Regions from separate parts of the Sus scrofa genome. Here region 2 is linked to region 1. A link is a contact called in public Hi-C data. All regions are on one chromosome and are shown on one strand. Each heading gives the region's core, a stretch centred on a gene start, on an enhancer-like site or on the middle of the called end of the contact. The rest is flanking DNA. Distances are from core to core; before and after follow the strand shown. Region 1 holds the start of LOC106509183 (histone-arginine methyltransferase CARM1-like). Region 2 has its middle 17 kb from the start of PUM3.

Region 1 (6,010 bases), core at 1,121-3,620:
ATAAAACTTTGGAAGGTGAAACACTCGTGGAGGGGAAATCTAAGGGATTCTTAACCATCTGTGTGAGGGTGAGAAGACGAGGGGAAAGAAAGTGGGAACAGTTTAAAATGATGTGCTCACAATTCTGGGGACTCAAAGGCCCTGAGCTTTATCCATTTGGAAGACTGAAAAATTATCTACTAGCTTCTAACTTTGAGACATGGTGGGAATGGCTACTCATGGACTTACTTTAGTGTCTGAACTGTTGTATAGGACTTATGCCACTTCTAAGTTGTGACTTTGGGCAAGTTAGTTAACCTTTGTGCCTAGCTTCCTCATCAGTCAAAATATTATTATAGTATTTATTATAATAAAATAACTACAATACATATTATTATACATAATATATATGTAATACTATTATTATTATTACTATCATCTTATAGGGTGGTGGGGAGGAGTAAATGAATTAGTGGGTGTAACATGCTTAGAACAGTGCCAGGCATGTGGTAGGGGCTCTGTGTTAGATGTCACGCTTATAACTTGCTTTATCATCCCAGCTACCTCCTCCCTGTGGTTACCTGCTCATCTGTCATTCAGGGGATGCAAAACTGGTAAGGCTTCCAGTCTCCAGAGTCCAAGTCCCTAGCTGGGTAGACTTAGCACAGCAAATCACTCATATTCAAATGGACCCAACCTGATTTGGAATTAGAAGAAAAAGGGCCTTGCCTTTGCTGAAAGGTTGTAAATCGGTGACAGCTCCCAGTATGGAACTAAGGCCTTTCTATAAGATGGGGAGACAAGACCATCTGGTCAAACTTAATTGAGCCCCTAAATCTTGCCATGACCAAAACTTAGATTTCCTGGCTTTGTGGTGAATCATTTTGGCTTTTTGTTACAATTAGCCTAAGTTGGGTTTTTGCCCCCCAACATTAATGTGTGGGAAAGACTGCCATTATGTTTTATGGGTTTTTGTTTGTTTATTTAAGCAAGAGAACTCCAGGTTTCTTGAGTGGATGGTGGGAATTCTACCAAGGTCATTATATTGCCCTTTTAAAGTGCTTTATGAGTCATTTTCATCCATCATTCACATTTTAGTATAAATCAGTCCCCCATCCCCAGACTTACTTTCCAAGTTAAAAGCTGACAACACATGAAGGCTGGATGGGTTTTTTTGACAGGAGGGTAAAGAGCTACTTGGGAGTATGAAAGTACTTAGTGTCATCAAGGCAGGGCTTGAGAAGGTAAAAAGAAATGAGAAAGTCAGGAAAATGTTTTGAGGAGGCTGGGGAAGCAGGAGAGGCAAAATGACACCCTGAGGGGCACAATACACGGGTTCTGTGGTCTTCATACCAGAAACTCTCCACAGCTCCAACTTTTTAAAGCATTTCTGATTTCCACGGGTTTCCGAGGCAAAAATCAAAGTCGTGAGACAGTAGTAAGTGAGAATAGGATAAGAAGGAAGAGCAGGGTCTCTAAAAGATAGAGGTAAGAGAGAAGGAGGAAAGAGAAAGACTTGGGAGGGAATTAAGGGAGGAATCAGGCCACAGTGGGAACCAGGACTACATGGGAGGTGGGGTGGGGGTGGGGCGATAAAGGAAGTTAGGAATTTATTTCATAAAGCCTGGCTGCATTTAAGAGTCGAGCTGGAAATTCTGAAGCTACAGACCCCAGGGCCTTTAGGGAAACTCATTCTTAAAAGGTCAACTTGCTTGGCTAAGGACATTATCTTTATAGAATCCAAGTGGATTTACAATCTGCTTCCTCCCTACGGTCTGTCCTGTCAAGAGGTTATAGACTGAGGATACACAAGTGGGTTCAGAATTTGAAGAAAATTCCCTTAAGGCACCTGGGTCTATAACAGTGGGGGGAACTCCTGTCAGAGGAAGGACTGTTTCTTTTTCTTTACCCCCTGAAGCAGAAGACCAATTTCTCTGCAGAGAAGACAACGTGTGATACCGTTTGGAGCTTCCACCCTTTGACGCTGGAGCTAAATGGGTAGATGAGATGTTTGCTGGAGTTAGGCATCAGACTCCCTGGCCCTCCACACTCACGTCTAGCCAAATGGTTCTCAATCCAGCAGCGAGTAAGATTTCAGTCCCCAGTTAGGGGATGGGAGATGAATGTGGTCATTCATCACCAGCCAGTAGCACGAGTGCCCTGTCATTGTCAGGACCCTGTCAATGAGGGAAGAGCTCAGTGCTTAGCACCGCTGTTCACGCGTGGGCGCCAGGAGCCCCATAACCTGCCCAAGAGCAAGTGCCCACACAGCAGAAGCTCGGGCCAACGCTGTTTCCAAACTGACGCCCACGGAGGGTCCCAGCCAACAGCAGGTGTCACCCTTCTGCTTCCAAACTCCAACTGCCTCCAGGTGCCTCGAGCGCTCTCCAAACTTGTGCTGCGGAGCAGCAGCCCTGCGGAGTGACTGCGCCCTCCTGAGCATCTACTGGGCGCCCCTGTGTACCGGAGGTCGCCACGTAACAGCGGCAGCCGGGCACTGGGTGAGGTAAGGGGATGCGCAGGGCAGTGGGTGCAGCCCCAGCCGCCAGGCGCCTCCTAACTAGAAGAACGAACTTTCGGAGGAGGTGATGAAGGTGCTAGCGCTTCCTGGTCCCTCCCCTTCCCGCGGCAGGTTCTTGGCGCGCGGAGCAGCGTCGGGCCGCGCCGCTCGGGCTCCGGGCAGAGGTGCTCCCACCATGGCCGCTGCCCCCGCCCTTGCCAGGGTCCCCGCGCGCCAGCACTACCGCGTGCAACTGCGCTTCGTCACCGAAGAGCAGCTTTTCTCCACGGGGCCGCTCTTGCTCTCTAACCCGACGACTCTGCGGCTGGAGGTCCACCCGGCAGGGGAGGAGGCAGATGCTACGGTGACTGACGGTAAAGTACTGGGGCGACCCACGCACGCGAGTCCTGCTCAGGAGTGGCAGCCTTTGGGGCGCGCGACGGTGGAACAGAGGGGCGAGGGTGCGTGCTTGCGGGGCGCATGCCTGGGGCCGCGGGGCGCGCTCCTGGTAACCCTGAGCATTTGAGCCCGGCCACAGCTCGCGGAGGGGGAGTGCGAGCTAACTCACCTGTCCCAAAAAGACCCAGATGAATCCATTTGTGCATTTCTGCGCTCTGAGAACTTTGGAGCTGCGGGCAGTCAGGCTCTGAGAACTAGCCTTGGCCATAACTTAAAGATGTCAAAAGTGAGGTGCTGTCAATTTTCTACTATACAGCGAGGTGACCCAGTCACACATACATGTATCCTCTAAACCAGCTATAATGGAAAAAAAAAAAATCATCGTTTAAAAAAAAAAAAAGTGAGGCGCTGATTTTCTAGCAGGGAACCTACTTGGGAGCAGAACAAAATGGAAACCCATGCCTCCTTTCAGGGATCAAGGCTTTGTCGCTCCTCACTCCCTTTCCGAGGCAGTAGGCCAACTTGCCCCCTGAAGTTTCTGGAGGGTGAAGTTTTGAAGTGTAGGAGGGACTGAGTTGGGGGTGCACCAGTCAGAGCGGCTGTGGCGACCTGTGTGGTGTCTTCTAGGCATTACTTTGGTGTTCAAAAGGTGACCTTTACCAAGGACGTGCAAGTGCAGCCCCCTGGGTTCCTGAAGCTGATTCGTGGGTATGTTAAGGGAATGCTTCCAATCTTTGTGAGATCCTGGACCTTTTTGAGAATTCTGGGAAACCTCTAGAACCTGGGCCCAGCTAATAAGCATATTTGTGCTCCAAACTTTGGATATAAATATGAGAAAATCACACCCCTCCCTGCCCCACCTATTAAGTACCCTCCGTTCTAACAAGTGTAGGGAACAGCTGCAAGTCTTCAGACTCCTGAGTTCTTCAGACCCTAACTTGTAAGATTCTGAGTACAGTTTGAAGTGTTCTGCGTTGTGGTTTGGTTCCTGTGGGAATTTCAAGTATTATCTGTCTGTGATAGGTAAGATACAGGTTCACTGCTCTATCTCTAAGGCTTTAGAACAGATTCAGGCACATAGTAGGCACTCAGGAAATGCTCGTTGTGAAAGGGAAGAGACCTTTCAGGTGTGTGTCTTCTTCCTTTAGGCTGGGAGAGGGAGGTTGGGCCTTTAAAAAAGAAATATTAAATATCATTTGACTAGTATCTTAGGAAGCTTGAGGTTTGGCAAGAGATCAAAAGCCTTACTCAGCAACTCTTGGATTTCTCTTTTGGATACTAGAAGGAAAAAAGGAGTAGGTTTCAGTGTTTTCCTCTGGGTATTCTGAAATTCAAGGTGCCACAAAGAAAGTTCCATTTGCCTATTAGGGTAATTTTGTTTAATCTGTAGCCATAAAGAGGGAGAAACAGAAGCTCGGATTTGAGATATGCACGGTACTTAGTGTCCTGTGGATTTCTTTCCCACAAATATGCCTTAAAAGAAGAAGTATCAGAGGTTCAAGGTGACTGAAGTTGTAGATTCCCCAGAGCATACCCAGTGCCTGGTCAATGAGGATATAATTACTTTACAGAGAGGAATAAACTTTCTTTCAATGCAGCAAATCAAGTCTGGAGATGACCTCTGTAGTGTGTATTATACATAACTAATGGAAATAAAAAGGATAATTAAAGCTAAGGAAAGTAGTCATTGTCACAAGATTTTGACGAGCTTCCTTGGGAAAGACTAACAAGGAAGCAGAAAACTCACTCGCATAACTGATTGAGTCCTAAAATCCATTCTTTATGTACATGTAATTACTAAAGCTTACTCCTCATTTATGGAGAGTTTTTGGAGAACAATTCTAGCGTTTTTTTTATTTAAACATAACTCATTTTGCTATATAACCAACTAGACCGCTATGGATGGTGGCCAAGCAGAGCAAGCTTAAAAACATATTCTGATGAACCTATTAGAAGAAAAGATTTTGGCATATTTAGATATTGTATGTTCAGTAGCAGCATTTTGAATGAGTAGAGTTTCTCCTGGGATAAAAATTGGCCCAAATTCCTTAATGGAGTATAAGAATGGGCTTAAGAAATGTACCTTTAGAATATTATATAGCTTCCCTTTAGAATATTATAGTTTCTTAGCTCATATCTACTATTAGTTGTTAAACAAGTAAATTCTGGAGTAACACTGCCTGGGTTCAAATCCTGGCACTACCTTTTATAGCTGTACTGCATTTAGCAAATTGTTCATCCTGTTTAAGCCTCAGTTTCTTCATTTGTAAAATAAGGTTGACACTACACATTTTACGAAGATGAAATAAAAGGACCCATATACCATACTTGGTATAATACCCGACATATATTAAGAGCTCAGTAAGTCTTCCCTGTTATGAATAATATTGTATTTATGTTCTGTCCCCAAAATAACAGTTTCCTCAGGCTGTTCTGAGGAATAGCTGAGCTGTATTTTTATGTGAAGGTATTCCAAAGAAGGCTTAATTAGAGCTAGTAATAACCTGGCAAATTTGAATAATCTTTTAGATTCCCAGGCTCAATAGCTTGTCACATAAATAATGGGACCGAACAAGATAAAATCAGCTTGTTCTATTTTCAAGCGCTCCAAAATCAACAATGTTTTTATGAAGGGAACACATCAGGGGATCCAGCCAGTAATGTGCTCCAGCTTATGAACTCTGGGAAGACAGTCACTCATTCCTTATTTTCTTAAATATCTTTTGAGCCTGATCATACCAGGAGCCTGCCTGAGAGCATGCTTAATTCATCCTCCTATCCCCGGGGCCTCCCACAATACCTAGCACACTCAGGATGTTGATAAATGTTTCTTGATTTAACTCAAGCATTTTTGAATCTTGCTAAAATGAGAGTTAACATACTGAGTACTGAGAGTGCAGTCTCTGAGTTGTCTCCCACATCATTAAGACTGGCTTCACTTACAGTCTAGAGGGATATTGTAAAGTACAGTGCATCAGCAGACAGTTGGAGGTATAGGAAGATCCCTAGATCAGGAGACAATTGCCATGGAAAAGGGAGTTTGTTAGTTAGTTCCTACAGGGAGGGAGCACAGCACGTGAAGTGGGGGGTGGTGCACGTGGAGTCAGGAAGAGGAGGGAGTCCAGGATCGTT
Region 2 (6,010 bases), core at 1,692-4,191, 300 kb after region 1:
ATAGGTATCTCGAAATATTTTTGCTCATCAGTTTCAAACTACAGTGGAGAGGAGGGCTGCCCCTGGATCTCGTTTACTGCCTTAATAAGGATGCACACATGTTCCTATACCTCACTTTTTCTTCAATAGGCTGATGACTGCATTTCAGTATAGTTGGCCTACTTTATCACCCTATGCATTCTAAATCCTATGCATTTAAAAACATGATGCTCTGCAGAAGTTCCTGGCAGACATCATAGAAATTGCTGTGGAGGGGTGAATGTGAATCATATTTTAAACTCAGTTTTTTCCTTCCTTTGATGCTTAGCATATACCTGGGCATATATCTGATTGAGGATTGGTTGAAGGGACTCAGCACTTGTTACATTTAAAAACTTTCTGGAGTGGGTGACACTTTAGGGTAAAATAGATCTTCTTGATATATGTGCCATTAATTCATTGAATGATGGATGAGTCACTTAAAAAAAAAAAATGATGCTGAGAAGTTCAGAAGCCTTGGCAGCCTGTTGAAAAGCTAAGAACTCCTTTGTTAAATTATCAAGAACTTGTTGGAGAAGAACAGGATCCCTTGAGTCACTCCATGCCAAGGGAGCCTGCAGAATTGCTGAAGAACAGACAGGACCCATTCACTCCTTGCCCCTGGGGCTCCAGGCATTCAGCTTTAGGAGAGACTGATAATAATCAGGACTGTCTTCTTGGGCTTAAGGCTGCTGTGGGTTTGGCGCCAGTCAGACATTTCAGGGGAAATAGTGCCATCTGGTGGCAGACTGTCTTCCTCGGCCACACACTCTGCAGCCAGGAGCATTCACTGGAAAACACCTTGACATTTAGAAGGGTCAGTGCACAAAACTCAACTCATTTCTTTCCACTGCACGTGCCCAGTCCTGCCAATTTCCCATCTCACAGATTCGATTCATGATCACATTCAAGCCAGGTTCTGCAGAATCACACTTTACGTCTCCTTTTTAGAAATGTTCAGCCGTGGGCAGTGATTGGCAGTGTTTAAATTCCAGTGACAGCTCTCTCTTCCCGAAAAAGCATTTTCAGTTGTGATAGTATTTGGAGCATTTCAAATGCAAGGTGCACTGAGAGGAGGCCTGCAGGGAGTCCATCTCTATCTGTCTGGAGGCTTCAGGTGACTTTGATCTTAGTGGACTATCTGGGTTTCTGACACATTTGCTTCCTTGCTTTGGTCAGCTTGCCTTTGAGTCATCAGTTGTGATGCTGGGTCCTCACCTGAGCTCTGCTATTTCTGATCTCCCCAGCCACTTCTAATGGCCTCCACTGCTCCCTCCCTAGTGCAAGCCATCAGCCCCTCTCAGCTTGTCATAACAGCCCCCTATCTGGGCTCCCTTCTTCTGTCTTTATCCTTTGGGTTCACTCTCCACATGGCAGGTAATGATCCTATAAAGATACAAGTCAAATCATTAACACTCCTTAGTTCAAAATCCTTCCCATTCAGTGTAAAAATAAGTCTTCACAGTATCCTCAAGGCTCTGTAACCAGGCCTGCAGATGAATCCCTGATCTCATCACCTCACCTTCAGCAACAATGCTGGCCTCTTTGCTATTCTTCAAACAAACCAGGCATGTCTCTGCCTCAGAACATTTGTACTTGCTGTTCCCTCTGCCTAAAACACTGTTCTTCCCGGGACCAACATGGCTCATTCTCTCACTTCTTTCATAGGACCAAGACTCATATTTCTTATTTTACTTTTCTCTGTGGTACTTATCACCATCTAACATTTTATGTGTTTTTATTTGTTAATTTTTATTGTCTTCCTTCTCCTGCTAGAACACAATCTCCAGGAAAGCAGTGATTGTTGTTTTCCAGTTTATTATAATATCCCTAATGTCTAAAAAGTGCCAGCTGCAGAGCAGGAAGTCCACTGTCTGTTGTCTGACTCATATTTCCTACCATTAGTAGGTCACACTCTACCTGGTGGATGGACCTTCTTTCATGCCTGAAGGGAGATCTGTCCCCCACTCACCACTCAAGACTCTCCTTGTCCCTGCTGACTGTCAGGTTCTGAGCCATGGCAGGCTCTTCTGTAGCCTTAAAGCAAGACCTCTCAAAGCAAAGGGGCCCAAATTTACTTTTTTATGTCAAATCTGAGCCAACTTTGGGACACAAGAATCACTAAATGACATTTTGACTATGATTACTTTGGGGAAGTAACAGTATACGAATTGATGATGCCTTTATGGGATGATTGTGCTTTAGTTTCTCTAGGAACTTAAAAAAAAAAAAAATGCCAGTGCTTAGACCCTTCCCCTCAGGGAATCTGACTCTATTAGTCTGAACTGGTGGTGGAGGGTCAGGCATCAGTAGTTTTAAAAAGCTACTGGGTGATCCTCATGTACATCCAGGGATGAGAAACAATGATTTAGGGCTTGACAACTGACAAAGCATTTTCATGGATATTTATATTTGCTTCTCACATTAAGTCCACATGACAGGTGGAATGGCAGGGGTTTTTGTCCCCATTTCATAGGACATCCAAGAAGATAACTGACTGGGCAGCCAGGAAGTCTAGGAGCTAGAATTTGAATCCAATTTGGGCCCCAAATCTAAGACTCTTTCCCACAAGAGTGGAGCAGAAGTCGGCTCTAAATGAGATTGTATGTCCATGCAGAACAAGCTTCTCCTTGGTAACGCACTTCTAACTGCCTTTCATTCTTCATGAGACTGCAAAACTTGAGAACAGAGACAAGGATGCCCTGCCGTATTCACTCAGATCTTAGCACCAATTTTCTAAGGAATGAAGGAATGACAAATGAACAAATGAATGAATGCAGTTATTGTGCTGTTGGCCAGTTTGCTCTGTTGTTCTCTGCAAGTTCATTGTCAGTTTTAGTACATTTGCCCTGCTTCTGTGGCTGCACTTCCCAGTGACAGTTCTATGCCAGTGCTGGTTTTGCTCCAGGAACGTCTGAGTTCACATTTGACCCAGGTCAGAGGAGCTGCCAGGAACTCTCTTTTCTTTTCCTCAGCACATTTCTGCAGCTGAAAGCTTGGCTGAGGCATCGGCAAGAAGAAATTAAATTTCTGTCTGCTAGGAGTCCCAAACCAGCAGGCTTATCAAAGGTAGAATGTCTTCAGTGGAATAATTCTCTTTCTCATCAAGTCAGCATGGAAAGAGAAGGGAAGAATGAACTTCATTAAGATGTTTTCACCCATCAATTTCTTTCCAGACAAATCTAATGGCTCCCTCCAAACTGGAAAAGTCCCATCACCTCCATTCAATGATGTTATAGCCACATTATAAGCCTGTGACTGGAGTCTGTGGACCAGTATTTCTAAACTCTGTGTTATTGACATTCAGAACTGGATAATTCTTTTGTGTGTGTGTGTGTCTTTTTTTGTCTTTTTAGGGCTGTACCTGTGGAGATTCCCAGGCTAGGGGTTGAATCAGAGTTGTAGCTTCTGGCCTATACTACAGCCACAGCAGTGTGAGATACAAGCCACATCTGTGACCTATACCACAGCTCATAGCAACACCGGATCCTTAACCCACTGAGTCAGGCTAGGGATCAAACCCATGCCCTCATGGATACTAGTCAGACTCGTTAACCACCGAGCCACGACAGGAACTCTGGAACTGGATAATTCTTTGTTCTGGGGGTGTGTCCTGTGTGTTGTAGGATTGTGGCAGCATCTCTAGCCTCTGCCTTATAGATGCCAGTCACCCCCACCCCCTTGATAGTTAATTTTGTGTCATTGTCTGGAACACACTCCTCAGCTATGTTGTCAAATGTTATTCTGGATGTTCATGTGTGGGTGTTTTGAATGAGATTAACATTTAGATTGGAGGGCTTTGGGTAAAACAGATCGTCCCTATCATGTGGGTCGGCCTCATCCAATCACTTGAAAGCCCGAAGAGAAGACAAGACTGACCTCCTCAAGCAAGAGGGCATTCTGCCAGCAAATAGCCTTTGGACTTGAACTGCAACATCAGCTCTTCCCTGGATCTCCATCCTGATGAAATTTCAACTTGAACTACCCATTTCAGACTTGCCAGCATCCATAATCACATAAGCCATTTCTTTAAAATCAGTTTCTCTCTATGTATATATACATAGATCCTATAGATTCTTTCTTAGGAGAACTCTAACTAGTATCCCCCAACAGTAACAATCCAAAATGTCTCCAGGCATTGCCAAGTGACCCCCTAGGGGCAGAATAGCCTTAGATGAGAACAACTGAAAGAGAGATGAGGTGCCACAGAGTAGCAGATGAGGCTGGTATTCTGTCATGACATAGTTCCTAGAGAGACTGACCTGGCTAGAGCAGTCCAGAATCTAATGGAAGATTTGATATCTCCTAGAGAAGGAGTTCCCATTATGGCTCACTGGAAATGAATCTGACTAGTATCCATGAGGATGTGGGTTCAATCCCTGACTCGCTCAGTGGGTTAAAGATCTGGTGTTACCGTGAGCTGTGGTGTAGGTCACAGATGTCACTCAGATCCCATGCTGCTGTGGCTGCAGTGTAGACTGGCAGCTGCAGCTCTGATTCTACCTTGAGCCTGGGAACTTCCATATGCTGCTGGTGCAGCCCTAAAATATGTTTATACACACACACACACACACAAACACACACACACACACACACACACACACACCCCTCCAGGATATATGTATATATATATGTATATATCCTGAAGGTGTTCTCTGTGTGTAATTCATCTGGAGTTTGTTCCAGTCTGACCTGACAGTAGATATCTTAAGGAATCACTGGAATATCTTAAACTGAATCAGCCATAGCCCTGAACCATAAGTCTCCCTTCTAGGAAAACTGTATTGTATTTGCCTGAATTTTAAAAAAATTTATTTCATTGAAGTATAGCTGATACAATGCTATGTTAATTTTGCTGTACAACAAAGTGATTACATTATTTATTATTGAATTTTGAATATTGTTTCCTTTACTATAGAGTAGGAGCTTGTTGTTTATCCACTCTATATATAATAGTTTACATCTGCTTAACCCCGAACTCCCAATCCATCCCTCCTTCACTCCCCTCCTTGGTAACTATAGTCTCTGTTCCCCATGTCTGTGAGGCACTTTCTGTCTTATAGATAAGTTCATTTTTGTCATATTTTAGATTCTGCATATACATGATATCACATGGTGTTTGTCTTTTCTAATTTACTGCACTTAATATGATAATCTCTAGGTCCATCCATGTTTCCTTCTTTTTTATGGCTGTGTAGTATTCCATCGTGTATACTACTGTACAGGTGTGTACATACCACATCTTCTTTATCTAACTGTCAGTGGACATTTAGGTTGCTTCCATGTCTTGGCTATTGTAAATAGTGATGCTATGAAAATAGAGGTGCATTATCTTTTTGAATTACAGTTTTTTCCAGATATGTGCTCAGGAGTAGGATTGTTGGATCATCTGGAAACTCTATTTTTAGTTGTTGTCAGTTTCTTTCTTTCTTTTTTTTTTTTGACTTTTTGTTTTATTGGGGCTGCACCTGCAGCATATGGAGGTCCCCAGGCTAGGAGTCTGATTGTAGTTGTTGCTGCCGGCCTACACCAGAGCCACAGCAATGCCAGATCGGAGCAGCATCTGTGACCCACACCACAGCTCACGGCAATGCCAGATCCTTAACTCACTGAATGAGGCCAGGGATCAAACCTGCAACCTCATGGTTCCTACTCAGATTCATTTCCACTGCACCAGGATGGGAACTCCTATTTTTAGTTTTTCGAGGACCCGTCATACTGTTTTCCATAGCAGCTGCTCCAGTTTACATTCTCACCAACATTATACGATAATTCCTTTTTCTTCACACTCCCTCCAGCATTTGTTTGTAGACTATATATTGATGGACATTCTGACCAGTGTGAGGTGATACTTTACTGTAATTTTGATTTGCATTTCTCTAATAATTAGCAATGTTGAGCATCTTTTCAGGTGTCTATTTTCCATCTGTTTATCTTCTGCCTATTTTTTGACTGCGTTTTTTGTTTTTGTTTTTGTACTGAGTTATATGAG

Evidence for each region. Hi-C and Micro-C count contacts between places; a contact is called where the count stands out from the background.
Region 2: a Hi-C map of skeletal muscle shows a contact between it and region 1, with 8 times the contacts expected there. The contact joins the enhancer-like site here to the promoter of LOC106509183 in region 1. A contact is called at or near these places in 5 of 47 Hi-C or Micro-C datasets (alveolar macrophages, embryonic fibroblasts, epiblast stem cells and 2 more) and 1 of 2 datasets of contacts at active chromatin or transcription factors (skeletal muscle).

What each region holds. Positions count from the first base shown.
Region 1 is chr1:218,674,082-218,680,091 of Sscrofa11.1, forward strand. It overlaps LOC106509183 (histone-arginine methyltransferase CARM1-like), which reads left to right and starts at 2,371. Exons shown (of 12, transcript XM_021064264.1): 1 at 2,371-2,853. The coding sequence starts at 2,568.
Region 2 is chr1:218,974,605-218,980,614 of Sscrofa11.1, forward strand. No RefSeq gene overlaps it. Among named protein-coding and RNA genes, the nearest start is that of PUM3, 17 kb to the right of the region's middle. Within about 2 kb of position 2,942, at least 5 of the 83 cell types and tissues checked have an H3K27ac peak or open chromatin away from gene starts, as enhancers often do. A contact at or near this core is called in skeletal muscle, where this site is marked.